Linked DNA regions of Mus musculus: region 2 is linked to region 1. Evidence: chromatin contacts called from public promoter capture Hi-C data. All regions are on one chromosome and are shown on one strand. The core of a region is the stretch at or near the end of the contact, and the rest is flanking DNA. Distances in the headings are between cores, read along the strand shown. Region 1 holds the start of Ms4a6b (membrane-spanning 4-domains, subfamily A, member 6B). Region 2 holds the start of Ms4a19 (membrane-spanning 4-domains, subfamily A, member 19).

Region 1 (4,767 bases), core at 1,545-4,044:
GTTAGTTAGTTTTCATCTTCAGGTTAAGGAGCAGGGCTCAGACTCTGGAGACCACCAAGAATGTAACAGCAGAATGGAAATAAGGTCAGACGGGGAAGAGCAACATTTTGCTCAGGCTGCAGATGTCCCGATTTCAAATAAAGCGCAAAAGCCCTAGGTTTGGGAGAAGAGGAGAGACTGATTGATCCTGAGGGTGGATGGCTGGGGAAGGTAAGGGGGAACTTGGCGAAACCAACACTCTTATGTCCACTGTGTAGGACTTTGTGATAGTCTTACAAGCACTGTCTCATGGACCCTATTAAATGTCTTTACACACACTTCAAATTGTACGAGCATGAAATGAAGATCAGACTGGTGAGGGGATGTCAGGTTGACAGATTCAACTAATTTATTAGCAAATTCTCCTGCAGACAAAAGTGGGTATGCTTGCCCTCAAGAGGCTACCCTTCACCATGGCCAAAGCTCAGAAGAGCAGCTGTACCTCACTAATTCACTAGGTTCTGGGACAGTGATGAGGGCACAGGGCACAATGTGAAGGGAACAGTGACAGTAGGCATCCTGGAAAAGGAGAAGAAACACTAGATTTGTTTTTTAAGTTATCCATTTTACATCCTGCTCAAAGCCCTCCTCCTTGGCACCCTCCCCTCCTACATCCCTTTCTCCATTTCCCCTCCCCTTCTCCTCTGAGTGTATCCTCCCACCCTGGCACTTTAAGTCCCTATGAAGCTTCCTTACCTACTGAGGCCACACAAGACAACCCACCTAGAAGAACTTATTCCAGGTACAGGCAACAGCTTTTGGCATAACCCCTTCTCCAGTTGTTTGGGACAGATTTCTTAGAGAAGACAGTCTCTTGGTCTTCTCCAGAATTGAAGTAGGGCTTTCTTTCTGTGATGTTCTGGCCTTGCTGAAAAAGGTGACTTCCAGATGATAGAATAATATGTCTTAGCTTATGTCTTCAGCCAACAGTTCACACGGGAACTGTAGAACTCACAACAGTAAAGAACAAAGGGGCCTTGTACACTCTGAGAAGCACTGGAGAGCCAGGATTATTAAACAGGTGGCTTATGTCTTCTTTGGAATGGGATGAATAGCAGTTCTTCAGGGAATGCCAGGAATGATGTGGGTTTACAACCTTTGCTCTTTGATGAAACAGGCTCTGCCCATATCTCCCAGAATTTGTTTTTACTTATCATTGCAGACTCTTACCTTAAACTGTGAGCACTGCTTTTAGACCATAAACCCCGCCCTCATGAGGGACGTTACCTGTACCTTACCACAGCCTTTACCACAGGAGGCTGATGTTATCTTAGGGCGAGGCAATGCTGAAACCCACAGGCATCACTTATCCCTCAGTCAAGCTCCCTAGAGCCTAAGTCTTGGGCACTATCTCTTAGTCAACAGTACCCGTTCTTGTGGAAAAAAAAAAAAAAGCCAGGTGTGCTTTGTAAAGGACCTCAATGTAACATTACATTGTTGTGAGCTTGGGCCTGAGTTCATTGCTATCTGAAAACCTTTTGTTCCAAAATTGTGCTGTGCTTCACTATGGCTAAAGTAAAACAATCTAGGCTAGACCAGCACCAGTTACAACAAAATGGGGCTGAGCTGAGTTTTATTCATCTCTTCCTAAATTGTTTTGTTGTTGCTGTTGTTGTTTTGTTTTTCCTGCCTGCTGTGAAACCTGCAGGGAATTACCACACCACAACCCTCTGATGTGACAGTGGCTCACACTGTCTCCCTAGGTTCTTTTTGGCTGACTCCAAGGAAAGAAGGAAGGAAGTTGTCAGCGTGTAGCTGTCCAGTTGCTGCAGCTGGCTCTAGTTCCCCTGTGAAGTTAATTATGTCAAAGTCAGCTTCTGAATTGTGCCTACCCAAGGGCCTGAAAGCCACAGGGACACATGTCTTCATGACTGTGTCTGGAGTGCAGGATTGTTGAAGTCATTCCTGGTGTGTTGAAACTTCTCTGCTTGCTCCTCTCCTGATCTATTACTTTTCTAGAAGTGTCCAGTAACTCCCTGGACACATCTCCTGTTAGAGAAGTCCAGTGGTCTAGAAGAAGGTTAGAAGAGATGAGGAAGGCTCTAAAGGGAGTATCAATTAACCAGCGAGTGCTGAAATCCTGTGTGCAGGGGTTTTTTTCCCCAGAGGCTGAAGAGTTACTGGGGGAAAAAGTATGAATAACAAAGTACCAAAAATACTGTAAAATGATCAATTGTTACAATTGATTATACATTACAGTGTGCTCAGTAATGTATTAGCCTATAATAAAGTAATATATCAAAATCCAAGGTCATGATTACTATTATCATACTTTACTCTGCATTGTGAAATGTTTTATTCATCAATACTACTATGACTTGCAATATCATTAGTAATCAAGAAAGTTCATTAAATAGTAGTTAGAAGGAAGACAGGTCTTTAAGAAAAACTTTCATCTTTTTTCCCTTTTTTGATTAGATATTTTCTTTATTTGTTTTTCAAATGTTATCCCCTTTCCTAGTTTCCCCTCCAAAAACTTTCTCTCATCTTAATAGGTTTTCCCAGCATGTTGCTGTTCTTTGTTTAACTCATAAACAACTAAAGTTCAAGAAAGTGAACTTGGGCATTGCATGCAGCTAGTGGGTGTTGCAACTCACTACCTCACCCCTCACTCTATCAAAACTGGTTCAATTAGTAATTTTTCTGAAGTTACTGGGACTTTCTGATATAGGAAGTACAGGCACAATAACAGTCCTCAACCTGTTAAGCACCACTTCCTGTGCAGTGAACACAGAAGAAGGAAGGGCTGGAGACAGTTACAAGTTCACAAGAAGGAACCAAGGATCAGCCTGAGAGAACCCAGAGTTAAGGCTCTTCGGGTTCCTGAGAGCTCGGCTGGAAGTGACTGGGTGACAAGGCACACAGGCTCAGGTAGGCAACCCTGAAGGGACTTCCCTCTGTGTAGCACTCTGTTTCTGGGACTGAGTTACAAGAACTTGCTGATGCTCATGAAAGCAATGGAGACACGGGGGCTCTTTAGAATTAAATGGGCAAAGGCACAGGGCATCTGGCTTACCTCTGTCCTGGCCATTTTAGCTGCATAATCTTGGTGATCACTGACATAAGGAGCAGAACTCTCAGGTCATTCACTGATTAGGCAGCCTAAGGGCTGAGAATAGCACAGAGAACAGAAGGGAGCCAAGATGAGCTCAGAAACCGATTCCCCAGGGAACATGGTCCTTCCACCTAACAAGGGCATGATTGTCAGTATCATGACAAAACTTGAAAAAAGCTTAGGACTCCAGGACTTCTCATATGGGTGCATTCAGCTGCTTCTTCACACTGAAGAGACTTAAACACAGGCTGCCCCTGGCAGGTGGGAAAATAAGGAGAGAACCAGAGTCAGAGACAGCTGTGCCGCCACACACAACTGTGTGTAGGCAACTGGTCAGTAATGAGAACTTTGCCTGTTTATTTAGCATTTATTTGATGTTGCTGTGCAAAGCATCATTACTTCCTCATATACATCAAAGTTTTGATTCTGAATTTGTTACTGATTGTGATTTTATTAATTAATGTAAAGGATTGTTTTCAAGAATAAAAACACTAGATTATGTCTACTAAAATATGATAAAATGTGAGGTGCTAATCCTAAAATTGGCACTATTAGACACACGAAACAGATGCATAGGGTTGCACGTTTTGAGTGGTACATAGCATGGATTGGAAAGCACTGAAGGCTGACTTTAGTACCTCATGGATAGCAAAGCAGCCGGACAGTGCAAGTCATTGAATAAAGACAATGCACTTGTTCTAGGTGAAATTGGGAAAGAGCCAGAGCTACATCTGACAAATTTTGTGTAAACATTTGGGCATAGAAACAGAAACCTGTGGGGATCCAGGATTTCCCTTCCTATGAGGTGTTTATTATCTAAAATCATTGTGGTGTGTTTAACATTTTGAAAAAAATAACTCCTAAATCTGAGATGTGATGGTTTTACATTTCTCTGTACCAGCAGTTTCTTCTGCCAAAGGACAGGTCAAGGATGCCCAAAGGTGCACAGTCTGGGAGGTGGGGGCAGAACTGGGAAGCATGGTTTGTTTTGTTTGTTGTTATTTTATGTTCAAAGCCAAGGCACTTAATGACTTACTGAAAATTCATGTGCTGTGTACTCTGATCATGCTTTTCCTTCCCATTTCTTTTCCTAGATCCTCTCAAACTATCCAACACTATCCAACTTTGCATCTTCTCTCTCTCTCTCTGTCTCTGTCTCTGTCTCTGTCTCTCTGTCTCTCTCTCTCTGTCTCTGTCTGACTCTCTCTGTCACTGTCTCTCTGTCTCTGTCTCTGTCTCTGTCTCTGTCTCTCTGTCTCTCTGTCTCTGTCTCTGTCTCTCTGTCTCTCTGTCTCTCTCTGTCTCTCTCTGTCTCTGTCTCTCTCTCTCACACACACACATTAGCAAAAACAACAAAAAAGGAGAATGAAATGTAAATCAACCAAGCAAACAGAACCAAAACTAAACCAAACCACTACAATGGGCACAGTATTTTATCACACCTGAGTCCATTTTCTCTTCCAGCCGTGGGAGCTCAATCATGATTCCACAAGTAGTGACCAGTGAGACTGTGGCAATGATTTCGCCAAATGGAATGAGTCTTCCCCAAACAGACAAACCCCAGCCTTTCCACCAGTGGCAAGACAGCCTGAAGAAACATCTAAAGGCTGAGATCAAAGTGATGGCGGTAAATCCCACTCAGAACATCCTGGGGTGGGTAGAGGGCAGAGGGT
Region 2 (4,767 bases), core at 696-3,195, 350 kb before region 1:
GCATTTTGTTCTTACCCCCAAGACTCTCAGTTCCTTTTTTATCCACAAACGATTCTGTGGCATATTCATCAAGATATAATGGAGGGATGTGAGGATAAGTTCCTCTCCTGGGAAAAATGGGGAGAAAAACAACATAAATTAAATCAGTTAATAATTATTGTTATTCTCTTGGGTAAGATTCCTAAGCCTGAGGGGGACCCTACTCTACAGCTGTCATTCATTTTTTTTTTAAAGATACTTGGTTGCCCTCTGACAGGTTCTTTTGCACCAGAGACTAGTAGTATTCTGACAAAACTAATATTTACCTCTCAAAAAGTTTTGCTCACGGATCAGATTTAAGTTAGACTACGCTAAGTACTAAGTGATAACTGCTCCGATCACATCAATTCCTTGAGCACCTGCTCATATGCCCACATTGCTGCATCAGGAAATTTAGACCCTTGGTAGATTTGATCTACCCTGGTACCCACCCATCAGTGTTGTCTAAGTTTAAGTCTGTTTGGGGGTGGGGTGTGTGTGCCTGACTAGAAGGATCTGTGTCACATGCTTATGTTAGATGCAGAGGAGGCTGGAAAATAGAAATAGTATTCTAGAGTATAGGCAGGTTTCTTAAGTTAGTGAACAAGATAACCAGAGGGGATGTTCAGTAGGCAAGACAAGGATAACTCGTCATTTCTAGCATGGGCAGGGAGGGTGATGGTTCCTAGTTTGTATGAATCATAACTCCCCCCTCAGCCTCTATATTTAATGCTCATGAAAACTCTTCTTTATTCTAGCTGGTCTGAACAAAGGTGGATATCGAAACCATTTGGTGAGGCTGCAGAAGATGTAAAAGCAAGAAGCCAGGACATTATTAGATTCTATCTGTTCTAATGTACAGAACCGTAGAGCATGAAACTTTGCATGTGTGGGAAGAAGGGCACCCGGAGAAAATCAGAGACAGACGAAAAAACAGAACTTATCATCTTCTGACCACTTTCAACTTCTTAGTTCCATTTTCTTGGAAGCCTGGCTGCCTATACATCATGTAAACACTTATATATTATATTATATACATTAATTTTACTAAAACAAATAAGAGATAATTTATGTTTTTTCAGTCCAAGGTTAATACATTTGCTTTGAGTGGCTTTCTAGTTAGATTTGGCTTTGATAATCTCTACCTCCATTCCCAAGAAACAGCTCCCCAACCCCACCCAGCCTCTAAAGTCTCACTAATCTTTTCTGGTTCCCTTCAATCACTATATGTAGTTGTATGGGAATGTCAGGGCCAAGAAGCAGGAGTGGGTGGGTAGGGAAGCAGGGCGTGGGGGGAGGGTATAGGAAACTTTCGGGATAGCATTTGAAATGTATATAAAGAAAATATCTAATAAATAAAAAAAGAAAAAAATTCAAGGCATTGTCTTTAGATCTTTCAAAACAAACTTTTCCTTTTCCTCATATAAGTCACGGACTTTGAAGGTTTCAGTTGCCACGATAATGGCCCATTGATATTTGACAAGGAGAAAATACACTAAGGCACAGAGGAAAGCATTTTAGAAGATTCTTGAATTAAAAATTGCCCATTATGACAATTAAAAACTTACCCGTTATGCGATGACTTACAAAAAAATGTAATAAACTTCAAAGGCTCTTCTAAGTGACAAGAATCACCTGGAGGGTTGTACTGGGGAGAAAAAAGAAGCCAGGATACAATTGAAGCTCTCCAGGAAGCAGTGTCCAATGCCTGTCCTTAATGTGGTCTGTTCAAGGGTCATGGATCCATACTCTGTCACAACCCCAAGGTTAGAATAGGATAATCCTGAAAGGGTTGCTTTTAGGTCCAGATCTTTCTGCCCTGGCTTTCCTGCAGGCAGGCATCTGCCACCTTCATGTGCCCCTCATTACCTCTTGCGGATCCAGCGCAGCTGCGGTTGTGTCTCAGAGCAACCGTGGTGAAGGGTGCCACGTGAGGAGGGCCACGCAGAAGTTAGTTCCACTGGCCCTTGAAGGTTCCATCCAGCCTTCATGCCCGCGAGAGGTAGATGCGGTTAGGGTTTGGGGCCAGCAGGAGGAGCTCTAGTGCGGACATCCTTTACTGACCAGTGTTGGGCATACTCTAGCTATTAATCTGCAGTCCTTGAGCCCAGCTATGGCTGATTCCCTGCTCCATAGACTTCCCCACCAAGCAAATACTACCAACTGTTTTCCAGTAGAAGAAGCAAGTCTTTCTATTGTGAGTCTCCTCAAAAATCAAAGTTCTAAACTCTAGAAGGAAGGATGTTGTTGGAACCCTGGATCTGGTGGTGTTTGGGCAAGATGTATCTTCTGTTCCTCTCTCTGCAAAATCGAGGTCACACTTGCTCTGTGGACTTTCCATTTTCAGAAATTAGATTGCACAAGTCCGTCATCCACTCTGGGACAAGAAACTCTAAACATAGTGGGCAGTATGCCAAAAGAAGAGATGGAGGCTGGAGGTGGACTTGAGAAGGGACCCAGAGGAAGATGAGAGGAGTTGTGGGGGTGAAAGACAATTAAAATTCATTATATAAATGCATGGAACTGTCAAACAACCAATCAACAAATAAATTAACCCCGACAAAAGGCTACTGCTCTATGTAATCTAGTCCTAAATGGTAGGTATTAAAGAACCCAAATTTGACAGTCATGTCTATGAGGCTGAGAGTCATTTATGATATGACTAAACAGGTAAACACTAAACCCAGTAAAGTGTAAGGGTGCTATATCGGGCACCTGGAAGAAGTGAATAAATTAACAGAAGGTCATTTGGTCTAACTTACTCAGATTACATTGAGTCTCAAAAGCAATGGTGACTTGGTTAGCTGCTAACTAAAGGAGTGTTCCTCACAGGCAATTTGTTGAGGCTTCCAGTACCAGGTATTCCATGTATTATGTAATTTATTGAACATATAATTCTCTAGGAATTAGAATGCTCCAATATTTATATATCCTGTTGAGGATAAATATGAATGACATTGTTTATGTATTAGTAGTAAGGAATGGAAAAAATATAGAATATCCTTTACCTTAGAGTTTACCTTGTGGGAAAGGTGGGGTGAGAGATGATCCATTTTAGTATTAGGTGGTCAGACAATAAAAATCGAATGCAGCTTAGGTGGTAAGGAGCAGACAGAAAGGTAAGGATGCCCTTGCAGAGCCCTGAGCTCTAGGAAAAAATGGAAAACGATGCCTAAATCTCTCAAGGGTTATGCATTTGGTTGCTGGCTTTTTGCAATGTGAAGGTGAGTGCTATCACTGAAAAGAAGTGGCCTCAGAGGACAGATGGAAGTCAGACTCGACCTAGAGTAGAGTCAAAGGGAAAACACGAGGTAATTGTGTGGAGATAATATGTACTTACCTCTGGAGCTCTGGCTTTAAGAAAGGAAAGGTAGTTGTGTGCAGAGGGAGTCCTACGGGGGAGTTGTTTTAAGATGACACTTAACACTGTGAGCCAATGCTGGTGGCTGGCCGGGAAGGGATGAGAAGCCAAAGCCATCTAAGACATCAATGACACAGTGAGACGTGGACTGTGATCTCTAGAAGCAGCCTTCTGTCATGCACAGACCTGCAGGTAGCCTTAACTTTCTCACTGCACACTTGGCTTTCTTGGCCCGTCACCTGGCTTGCCTCTGGGGCCACTCTTTTGCTAACTTGCTCATTCTCTGCAAGCAGGAGCTCTTGGGTACAGGTTCTGTGAATTCTATGAAAGCTTCTAGTTTCACACAATGTAATGAGGAGCTAGACATAACTATAGCACTTTTGTCACATGGTTAGCTTAAGTTGACACGTGTTTTAGGTATAAAATACACAATTCTGAAGACTCCATATGATCTGTAGACCATATGACTCCATAGATTATAAAGTATATCATCAATAGTTTTTACCTGCATCATTTAGATGTTTTTGACATATTAACTGTGTTGTCAAAATTAAACACATATGTTCCTATTTACTCTCTTTGTGTGGCTGCTAGGACAATTTAAAAACATACATGTGGTGTTTCTTACATCACCAGTAGATAACGATGCTCTGTATCTTTCACGGTCTTGGACATCACTCCTTCCTTTCAGGTTTCTTGCCTTTTGAAGTTTTTTTTGACCTTAATTTCTTCATTTTATTTTTTTAAAAATTGTGTTTTATTTCCCCTTTCTTTTCTTTGCTCAAAACTCCCTTGCTGTCTTTCAAATTCATGGCCTCTTTTGTCATTAATTGTTACACATGTATATGTGTGTATTCCTAAATATACCCTGCTCAGTATGTAGTCTGTTACTTGTATGTATGTTTTCATGGCTGACCATTCAGTATTGGACAACCAATTGGTGTGCTCTTCACTGGGGAAGATTATTTTTCTTCATTCTCTGCATTTCTTCGTTGCCTGCAGTTCTTTGTGTAGGGCTGAGGTCTCCTGGGCTTTCTCTTTTCACTTTGGCATGTTCGTTGATGTCATCCTTGTTCAGCTTCTGTTTGGGCAGTCATGTTGGTGAGACTTCATGGGTGTAGCTTCTGACATCACTAAGAGACAGAATCTCACAGCAAACTTCCCAATTTGGCTCTTACAATTTTTCTGCTCCCTCTTCCACAGTGTTCCCTGAGCGTTAGGTGTGGGAGTTGTTTTTCAGGTGTATCCACTATGACTGGAACCCATAACTCTGCATTTCGATTAGTTGTAGTTTTCTTTAGTGGTTTCTTTTGAATGTTTTTCTATGTTTATATAAAATCATGACGAATTAAAGTTGTCTCACTCATCAGAAAAGCCTTACTGTGGAT

What was found. Promoter capture Hi-C pulls out the DNA fragments that hold promoters and counts their contacts.
Region 2: a contact with region 1 is called in a promoter capture Hi-C map of embryonic stem cells. A contact is called at or near these places in 3 of 39 promoter capture datasets (embryonic stem cells and pre-B cells), 1 of 484 Hi-C or Micro-C datasets (embryonic stem cells) and 2 of 9 other capture datasets (adipose tissue and liver).

The regions. Positions count from the first base shown.
Region 1 is chr19:11,515,765-11,520,531 of GRCm38.p6, forward strand. It overlaps Ms4a6b (membrane-spanning 4-domains, subfamily A, member 6B), which reads left to right and starts at 2,795. Exons shown (of 7, transcript NM_027209.3): 1 at 2,795-2,910; 2 at 4,559-4,721. The coding sequence starts at 4,575.
Region 2 is chr19:11,163,385-11,168,151 of GRCm38.p6, forward strand. It overlaps Ms4a19 (membrane-spanning 4-domains, subfamily A, member 19), which reads right to left and starts at 1,946. Exons shown (of 8, transcript NM_001370777.1): 1 at 1,888-1,946; 2 at 1,606-1,666; 3 at 16-107. The coding sequence starts at 69.